2 separate regions of the Cricetulus griseus genome follow, and region 2 is linked to region 1. A link is a contact called in public Hi-C data. All regions are on one chromosome and are shown on one strand. Each heading gives the region's core, a stretch centred on a gene start, on an enhancer-like site or on the middle of the called end of the contact. The rest is flanking DNA. Distances are from core to core; before and after follow the strand shown. Region 1 holds the start of Lgr6 (leucine-rich repeat-containing G-protein coupled receptor 6). Region 2 holds the start of Ube2t (ubiquitin-conjugating enzyme E2 T).

Region 1 (3,873 bases), core at 1,072-3,571:
CAGATATCCCTGAACTCCCTGGCCAGCCAGCCTAGATCACTCAGTGAGTTCCAGATTAGTAAGATACTGACTGTCTCCAACAGACACACAGATAGCTCCTGGGAAGCGATACCTGAGGTTGGCCCTTGGCTCCACACACACAGCACACGCACCTGCATACACATGTACACCAGCATAGATCCACAGAGAGAGAGAGAGAGAGAATGCCCTTGCAGCTTTCCTGAGAAAGCAAAGAAGGAAGGCTTCACCTCTGAGCCATCTGCAGACAGCAGATACCCCTTCTCCTCCATCACCCACCTGGGACCCTGCACAGCCATAGCCAGGGGGACAGTCCTCCCCACCTCCCTCCAACGCCGCTATAAAATTCTCCACATCACCCCAGAATCCATACCCAGCACTCCCTTCTACCCTCAGTAACACTCTTGAGCCTTAGAAGAAAAGGTTTTTCTTGACACCTAGGAGGGCTCAGGAAGAGCTCAGAAACCCTCAGAGGGCACTGGGTCAGAGTGCCAGGGAGCTGCTGTCAGCATGTGTGGTGGGACACTTGGATCCCCAAAGAAACTCTTTACCTCTGTCCCCAAGTCCTGCCAGAAAAGGCCCATGGATTAATCTAGAATGTTTTGGGTGCTGAGAAAGGTGGCCTGACCTGCCACCCTCTGGAAGGTCCTGTATCCTCTGCCCTTTACTACTAACAAGAACCTTCTCTTCTTCTGACCCCAAAGAAGACTCAACAGAAGTTGCTTCTAAACTCGTTTTAGCCTTTGGTCCCATCTTCCAACGATGCAATATCTTAGATCCCTAATGTGTAAAACTGATAGACATGGGGCTTCTGGGGGTGTAGAGGGGTGGGCCAGAGCCCCTGTACTCTGCCTGGCATTGGGGTGCCCTCACAGCTCTGCTTTGGATTCCTGTGTTCACCTCTCCCACCACCTCTTGGGCTGGACAGGACTTGTCTGACCTTCTGAAATACCCATGTTTCCCAGTCCTCACTCCCTTGAGTCCACAACTGAGTCTTTTGGAGTAAAGTTCTCAGGGGGCCATAGAGATAGGGGGCCATAGAGATAGGGGGGCCATTAGGGGCTCTAGATCAGGATCTCCCACGCTCACTAGGACACTGCCCCCTCAGTGCATCCTGGCCCCTTGCTGAGTCTTTTGGGACAAGCCCAACTCCCTCTTCCTCAGGTGTTCATCAGGTGTAGGTCCTCAAAGTTGAGCAAGCTTCTCCCAGGCCTCAGGGAGCTCTGTGAATCCTACCCAGATTTTTCCACCTGCTCACTGCCTTCTGAGGAAAAGCAGAGAAAGCCAGAGGTTCCCTCTTCCCAGAACACAGGAGGGAGCCAGGTGGTCTGGGATGTGCCCCCACCTCCTCCTGCCCAGGTGGAGAGCAGCTATAGCCTCTGGCTGTCTGATTCTGTGACAGCTACCCCCAGTAGGGTCCCCTTCCTGCACCACCTCACCCCAACTCAGACTCTAAAAATGGCTCTCTGGTTTTCGGTCTCAGAGTCTGCCCACAAATTAGTGTCTCTAACTCAGCCTCCTGGGACATGATTTCAGGGAGGCCTGGGGAGGGGGCAGGAGACCTCCACGCAAGAAGATAGTGCTGGCAGAATCCCTTTCTAAAGAGAGAGAGTGGCAGGGACCCCCTGCACCAAGGCCCCTGCCTCCATGAGACAGTTCTGCTTCTTGGTGAGGAACCCATTTCCACTCCATGGGGGCACACTCCCCTCACCTCACACCAAGGCAGTAACTTATGCCTTCATCAACCCTCCTGGGCACTGTTCTGCTAGGGAAGACAGCAAAAGAAGGGGCTTCCCCGCCTCACGTTCTCCCATTTTCTTGCTCAGGGTTTACACCCCACTTTGCCAGGCCTGGACTCCCACATTGAGCCTGTGAGGGTGAAGAGTACCTGGGAAAGAGCAGGGAGGCCCAGGCTCACTCCTTGCCTTGTCCTTAGTTTCCTAAGGACTCTCCTCTGCTCCCCGGTCCTTCAATCTTAGACTGGGAAGGGGTCAAGAGCCTTCCTAGGATGCTCATGTCCCAGGGCATCAAATGGGGTTTGTGGGGCAGGCAGCCATCACGAATAGCAGGAACGAGCAGGTGAGTACTCACAGGTAAGCCGTCAGGGGGTCCAGGTCCCCTGGCACCACTGAGAGCCCGAGCTCGGAGCAGTCAGCTGACAGCATGATGCCATCCTCCTGGCAATGGCAGGGAGCCGGGCAGGCAGGACGCCCCGGGCCAGGCTGGGGGTCGCTGCCTGCGAGCGCCAAGGAGCAGAGCACCGCGCAAAGCCACAGCGTCAGGAGCCCCGGCGGGCTGTGCATCTCGGCGGCGGGCTGAGGGGGCACCTGGCGGGCGCTCGGGCGGGCGGGTGCACACAGCAGTGAGCGCGCGGCTCACCTCCTGGTCCCCGGGCGGGCCCGAGGGCTGCGCCGTCGGTGGGGACCGCCCCCTCTCTACTTGGCTTGGGCGCGGCGGCAGCGGCGGCGGCGGGACGGTGCAGTCAGAGAGGGGCAGGCATTGTTGAGTGATCTTCGTTATTCAGTTTCACAGGCTGGGCTTGGCAAGGGAGGGAGACATGGGGGGGAGGAGTCAAGGAAACTTTCTACGCTGTGACTCGCTCCCCTTCCCTCCTTCCTTCTCAGCTGGCAGGAATTTCATCCAGGGGGTTGGGGGAGACTAAGAAAGCAAAGAAACTCAAAGCTAGGACCGGCCAGCACATCGGAGAAACCTGCACTTGTTTGGAATGGGTGCCCCAGATCACCCAGGCCCAACTGGTCGAATTCCTCTTGACTTTGGGAACAGCCAGGGGGCTCTCAAGGGACCAGAGACGGCCATCAGAATAAAACCCCAAGAGTTCCACAGACACCAGTCCCACGACCAGATTTTACGCTGAAGGCACGAGAAAAAGAGATGTTCAAGGTCACATGGCTGATGGGGACAGGCTCAGAACTAGCGCCCAGGTCATTCCTCCGCACTCCATCCTGACCAGGGGAGGAAGGAGCCCCTGGGCTGAGTGGTTCCTTGCAGTTTGGCAGTAGGAATGAGGAGGGACCCCTCATTGAGGAGCCACACCCTGACACCAAAGAAACTGGCATAGATTCCACCAGATGCACAGGACATGGAAATGAACTCGTGTAGGCTGTCAGATTTGAGGTCTGAAAATCACCCTGATTCCTGATCTCAGGACCTAGGACCGTTGAGGGGCTGCCCTCTGCACAGCTGCTTTGCCAGAGCTTGCCAGCGAGTTGGTGGATTGGCGCCACCTGGAGGCTCAGTGCTACAGATGCAGCTCTACCACCTTAAGGGTCAAATTCCTTCCATAATCCATCCCAGGACCTTGGAGAGCAAGGGCAAGCAATGATGGCTAAAACTCAAGACCCTGCTCTCTTCTTAGGCCACGGTGGATTAGTAGAGATTTCTCCATGTGTCCTTTTGCTTCCTCTGGTCTCCAGATCTTTCTCTGAGCCAAGTCCCAGGGTAAAACTAAGCCAGGATGGAACCCTTTTGGCCCTGACTCCCATGGTCCCCCGCCCCCAGAAACATGAGGACCTCAAAGGGGTCAAGATGCCTTCCACCCTTTAATTCTATGCCCCAAACACTCTCATCAGCCCGTCTCCATCCTTTGTGGACACTCTGGGACTAGTGAGGAGAGAGCTGCACACTCAGACCAAGAAGCCAGAACTCTGCTTCCACGACTCCAGTTGAGGCCATGATAGAAGTGTAAAATGAGCCCTTAGGAAGGTCACAGAAAGACCCTCTGTGGTCACACAAGCCTGCAGGCAGAAGCCGCCTTGGCTCTACTCTACACACACACACACACATGCACACACACACACACACACACACACACACACACACACACACACCACCCAT
Region 2 (3,996 bases), core at 946-3,445, 130 kb before region 1:
TGGCTGCTGCATCAGCAAGCTAGACAAGGTCCCTGTCATGGTTGGATAAAATAATAAAACCTTGGAGGCTGGAGAGATGATGGCTCAGAGGTTAGGAGCACTGATTGCTCTTCCAGAGGACCTGAGTTCAATTCCCAGCAACCACATGGTAGCTCACAATCATCCGTTATGAGATCTGGTGCCCTCTTCTGGTGTGCAGATATACATGGAAGAAGAATGTTGTATACATATTAAATAAATAAATTCTTTTTAAAAAAATAATAAAACCTTGCTTTTACAGTTCAGTGGGTCTGTCTCCCTGGCGGTCTTTGGGGATTCTCACAACTTGGACACAACAGTGGGACACCCAGAGGAGAATCATAGTCAGAGTCCTAATGAATTTGAGGGTCTCCACAAGACAAAACACACCATGCAACCTTCATGAGGAATCAGTTGCTGCTTACCATCAGTTTGGACAAAATGCAGAAATCACTGCAGTAGCCAAAATTATATTGGTTTACAAGTTCAGAGAGAGACGGACTGCTATTTCTATGCCAACACTGCTCTGAAGCTGCACAATAATCTAGGAGCAGTTAAAGTTAAGAGGAAGGATGGCTGGTTGGTTGATTTGGGGTCCTATCCCCAAGGTTCCCATAGTCTTAGCCGAATCCCAGCTCTGCAGAGTCTCAGGTCTTGAGGTGCCCTTTCCAGCTGTGTAGTAACTTGGCTATAAGCACATACTTCCTTGTTCAGAAAATTTTACCTTTCTAGAGTTGGAAAAGAGCTTAAAAGTCACTTATTGGGGCTGGAAAGATGGCTCAGTGGTTAAGAGCACTGGCTGCTCTTCTAGAGGACCCTACATGGCAGCTCATCGCTGTCTGTAACTCCTGTCCCAGGAGATTTAAAGCTCTCACACAGACACACATACAGGCTAAACATCAATGAACATAAAATTAACTAATTAAAAACAACCTGTCCAACTTTTTTTTTTTAAAAGGCATTTATTTCAGGGTAGGTGTGTGACTGAGGGATCAAAAGTTGTCATAGTAAGTAGGAAGATGTAAAGGGGGAGGGAAGAGGGTATCATCCTACTTAGCGCCCATGTAGCGCAAAGGATCACTTTTGCACTGCCCTTAACTTGCTCAGCTTTCACTTGAACTCTTACAATGGTGAAGAAATCCACTCTGCCGGCTTTATTCTTCAGAATCCTGGTGGAATGCTGTGTCCAGCCGAATTATAGGTTAAAAATACATTTTCTTTTTCCCAGCTGGAGGAAATCTATGTAGCAAGAGTCTCAAATTCTCGATCTTTTTTTTTCAATGAGCGAACTTTACTATTAAAACAGCTAAAATATTACAAAATATTCTTTTAACATTTTCTTAATTCTTGGGAATGCCATAAATGTATACATTGAAATAGGATCATATACACTTACTTCCAACTCTAACCAAATCTCCAACAGAGCCCATGCCAAAAATGTTGCGCCTTTTCAAAAAATTATAATCCACCTTGACCTATTAGAGCGTTGTGGGTTTGGCGTCTGCCTTTCATTGTAGCTCGAATTCTCGATCTTTTTATCTCAATATGTCTGCGCCACCATGTTCGGCTTTTATCTTTCAACTATTGGTCTTAAAACCTTGGGCAATGTGGGGCGCACCTAATTCCAGCCCTTGGGATGCCGAGACAGTAGTGCCAGGAGTTCTAGGTTAGCCTGAGCTGCATAGCAAGTTCCAAGCTAAGAAGGGCTGCAAATTAAAGCCCCCCCAGTCCCCCCCCCGCCGTCTCAAAGAACCGAAACAAAGAAATAAAGGCCGCTCGCTATTCAGCAGTCATTTCTCCAGATTACATTTGTCCAGTTGCCGCCGGTGGGTGGTGTGGTGACGGCGGCGGCGGCGGCACACGCCTTTAATTCCAGCACGCCGGAGGCTGAGGCAGGGGGATCTCTGAGTTCGAGGCCTGCCTGGTCTACAGAGCCAGTTCCAGGACAGGCTCCAAAGCTATACAGAGAAACCCTGTCTCGACAAACAAAAACAAACAAACAAACAAACAAGGTATGTCCAGACACTCTCTCATTTTCTCTCCTGTAGATGATGACTCGCAAGCACTCAGACAGCAGGGACTGGATTCCCGGTTCCGGGTGCGCGCGCGCCAATTTGAACCCTGCGTGAGCGGACGCACGCTCGGGGCGCTGGCCAATAGGCGTGCGCGCGCCTCTCCCGGGGCTGCTGCGGGCCAGTCAGAGACATTTCTTGGACGAGGGTGGAGTCATTTCAACGGTCCCCGGGGTCGGCGTGGGCACTGCAGCCACTGGCGGCAAGCTGAGCTGCTGAGGAGTACTGAGGGGCCACCAGAGAGGACGTACCCGAGTCACGGTGAGTCTGGGGAAGGACTCCGGTTCTCCCCCGAGCCGCCCGTGGAGGAACGCCGCGGGGAGAGAGAACCGTCCTGCGCGCGCCAAGGCTGTGTCTCCTGCGTCCTCCCTCCAGCATCCGCCCCTACCCACTCGGCTTCTGTTCGTTATTTACCTCAGGCCTGGGGGACAAAACAAAACGCCAGCGCTCCGGAATCTGAGGCGAATCCATCGTACAGGCTGCAAATGTGAAGATGCGCAGAGGGTGGAAGGACTGGGAACTGTCCTTTAATGTGGACGCACACACATGGGTGTGAAAAGATTTTGTGACTAGTCAGTGCGGTGTAAGCATACATTTGTGGGAAGTAATTACTGGGGGAAAGGCTAAAAGCACTGCTTAAAACATTAAGACACCTGTTGGAGCTAGATTGTAAGGAACTTTTTGTTTGGTGGTTTGGTTGGGAGTTTTGTTTTTTTTTTTTTTTTTGAGACAGGTGTCGCTGTAACCCAGGCTAGCATGGAATAGATTTCCCTGCCCAGGCGCCTCCGGTGCCTATGCCACCAAGCCCCGGCTCTGTAAAGAACCTTTATATTCAAGAAACACACGCTAGCAGATGACTTTTGTTTTTGTTTTTGTTTTTTTGAGACAGGGTTTCTCTGTGTAGCTTTGGAGCCTATCCTGGCGCTCGCTCTGGAGACCAGGCTGGCCTCGAACTCACAGAGATCCGCCTGCCTCTGCCTCCCGAGTGCTGGGATTAAAGGCGTGCGCCACCAACGCCCGGCTAACTAGCAGATGACTTTTAAGCCAAAGGACTTTTAAAAGAATTTATTTACTTTTATTTTATGTGTATGAGTGTTTGTCTGCATGTATGTATGTGCACCAAGTGTATGCCCGGTGCCCACCAGGCCAGAAGAGGGTGTTGAATCTCCTGGAACTAGAGTTACTGATAGTTATAAGCTGCCATGTGGGTGCTAGGGATCGAACCTGGATCCTCTGGAAGAACAGTTAGTGCTCTTAGTAGATAAACCATCTCTCCAGCCCCCAGAGGACTTTATGAATACCAGTTGTATTAACATAAAGAGTCTGGTTGCTTCTTTGAGAGAATATGCATCTTTTTTATTTTTCTATTCTAGCCCAATTAGCATGTTTTTCCACTGTGTTCTCATTTTATACAAAGATATAGTTTATAATTGTAGACAGGATTTTATTGCAATTGATTGTCAAAAGACAACTTTGAGGAGACTGTTCTCTCCTACTGTGGACTACTGGGATTGAAATCAAGTAGTTGTCAGGCCTACGCAGCAGGCGCCTTTACCCACTGACCTGTTTTGCCAGTCTCTCCCATATTTGGAAGGTTTTTGTTTTGCTTTACTGAAAATAATTCTTCACATTTACTGTATAAAATAATCCGTCGGGCTTAAAAAAAATGATAGAGGCTGGACATGATGGCACATGCCTTTAATCCCAGTACTCAGAGATAGACCAGTCTCTGAGTTTGAGGCCAGCCTGATTTACAAATCAAGTTCCAGGACTGCCAGGGCCACAAAGAGAAACCCTGTCTTGAAAAAAAAGAAAGGAAGGAAGGAAGTGGTGGTGCAGGCTTTTACCTCCAGCACTCCAGAGGAAGTAGCAGGCAGATCCCTGTGAGTTCAAGGCCAGCCTGGTC

The links. Hi-C and Micro-C count contacts between places; a contact is called where the count stands out from the background.
Region 2: a Hi-C map of liver shows a contact between it and region 1, with 4 times the contacts expected there. The contact joins the promoter of Ube2t here to the promoter of Lgr6 in region 1. A contact is called at or near these places in 4 of 8 Hi-C or Micro-C datasets (the CHO-K1 cell line, the CHO-S cell line, fibroblasts and 1 more).

What each region holds. Positions count from the first base shown.
Region 1 is chr5:54,145,624-54,149,496 of CriGri-PICRH-1.0, reverse strand. It overlaps Lgr6 (leucine-rich repeat-containing G-protein coupled receptor 6), which reads right to left and starts at 2,321. Exons shown (of 18, transcript XM_027417534.2): 1 at 2,110-2,321. The coding sequence starts at 2,321.
Region 2 is chr5:54,278,502-54,282,497 of CriGri-PICRH-1.0, reverse strand. It overlaps Ube2t (ubiquitin-conjugating enzyme E2 T), which reads left to right and starts at 2,195. Exons shown (of 6, transcript XM_027417544.2): 1 at 2,195-2,351.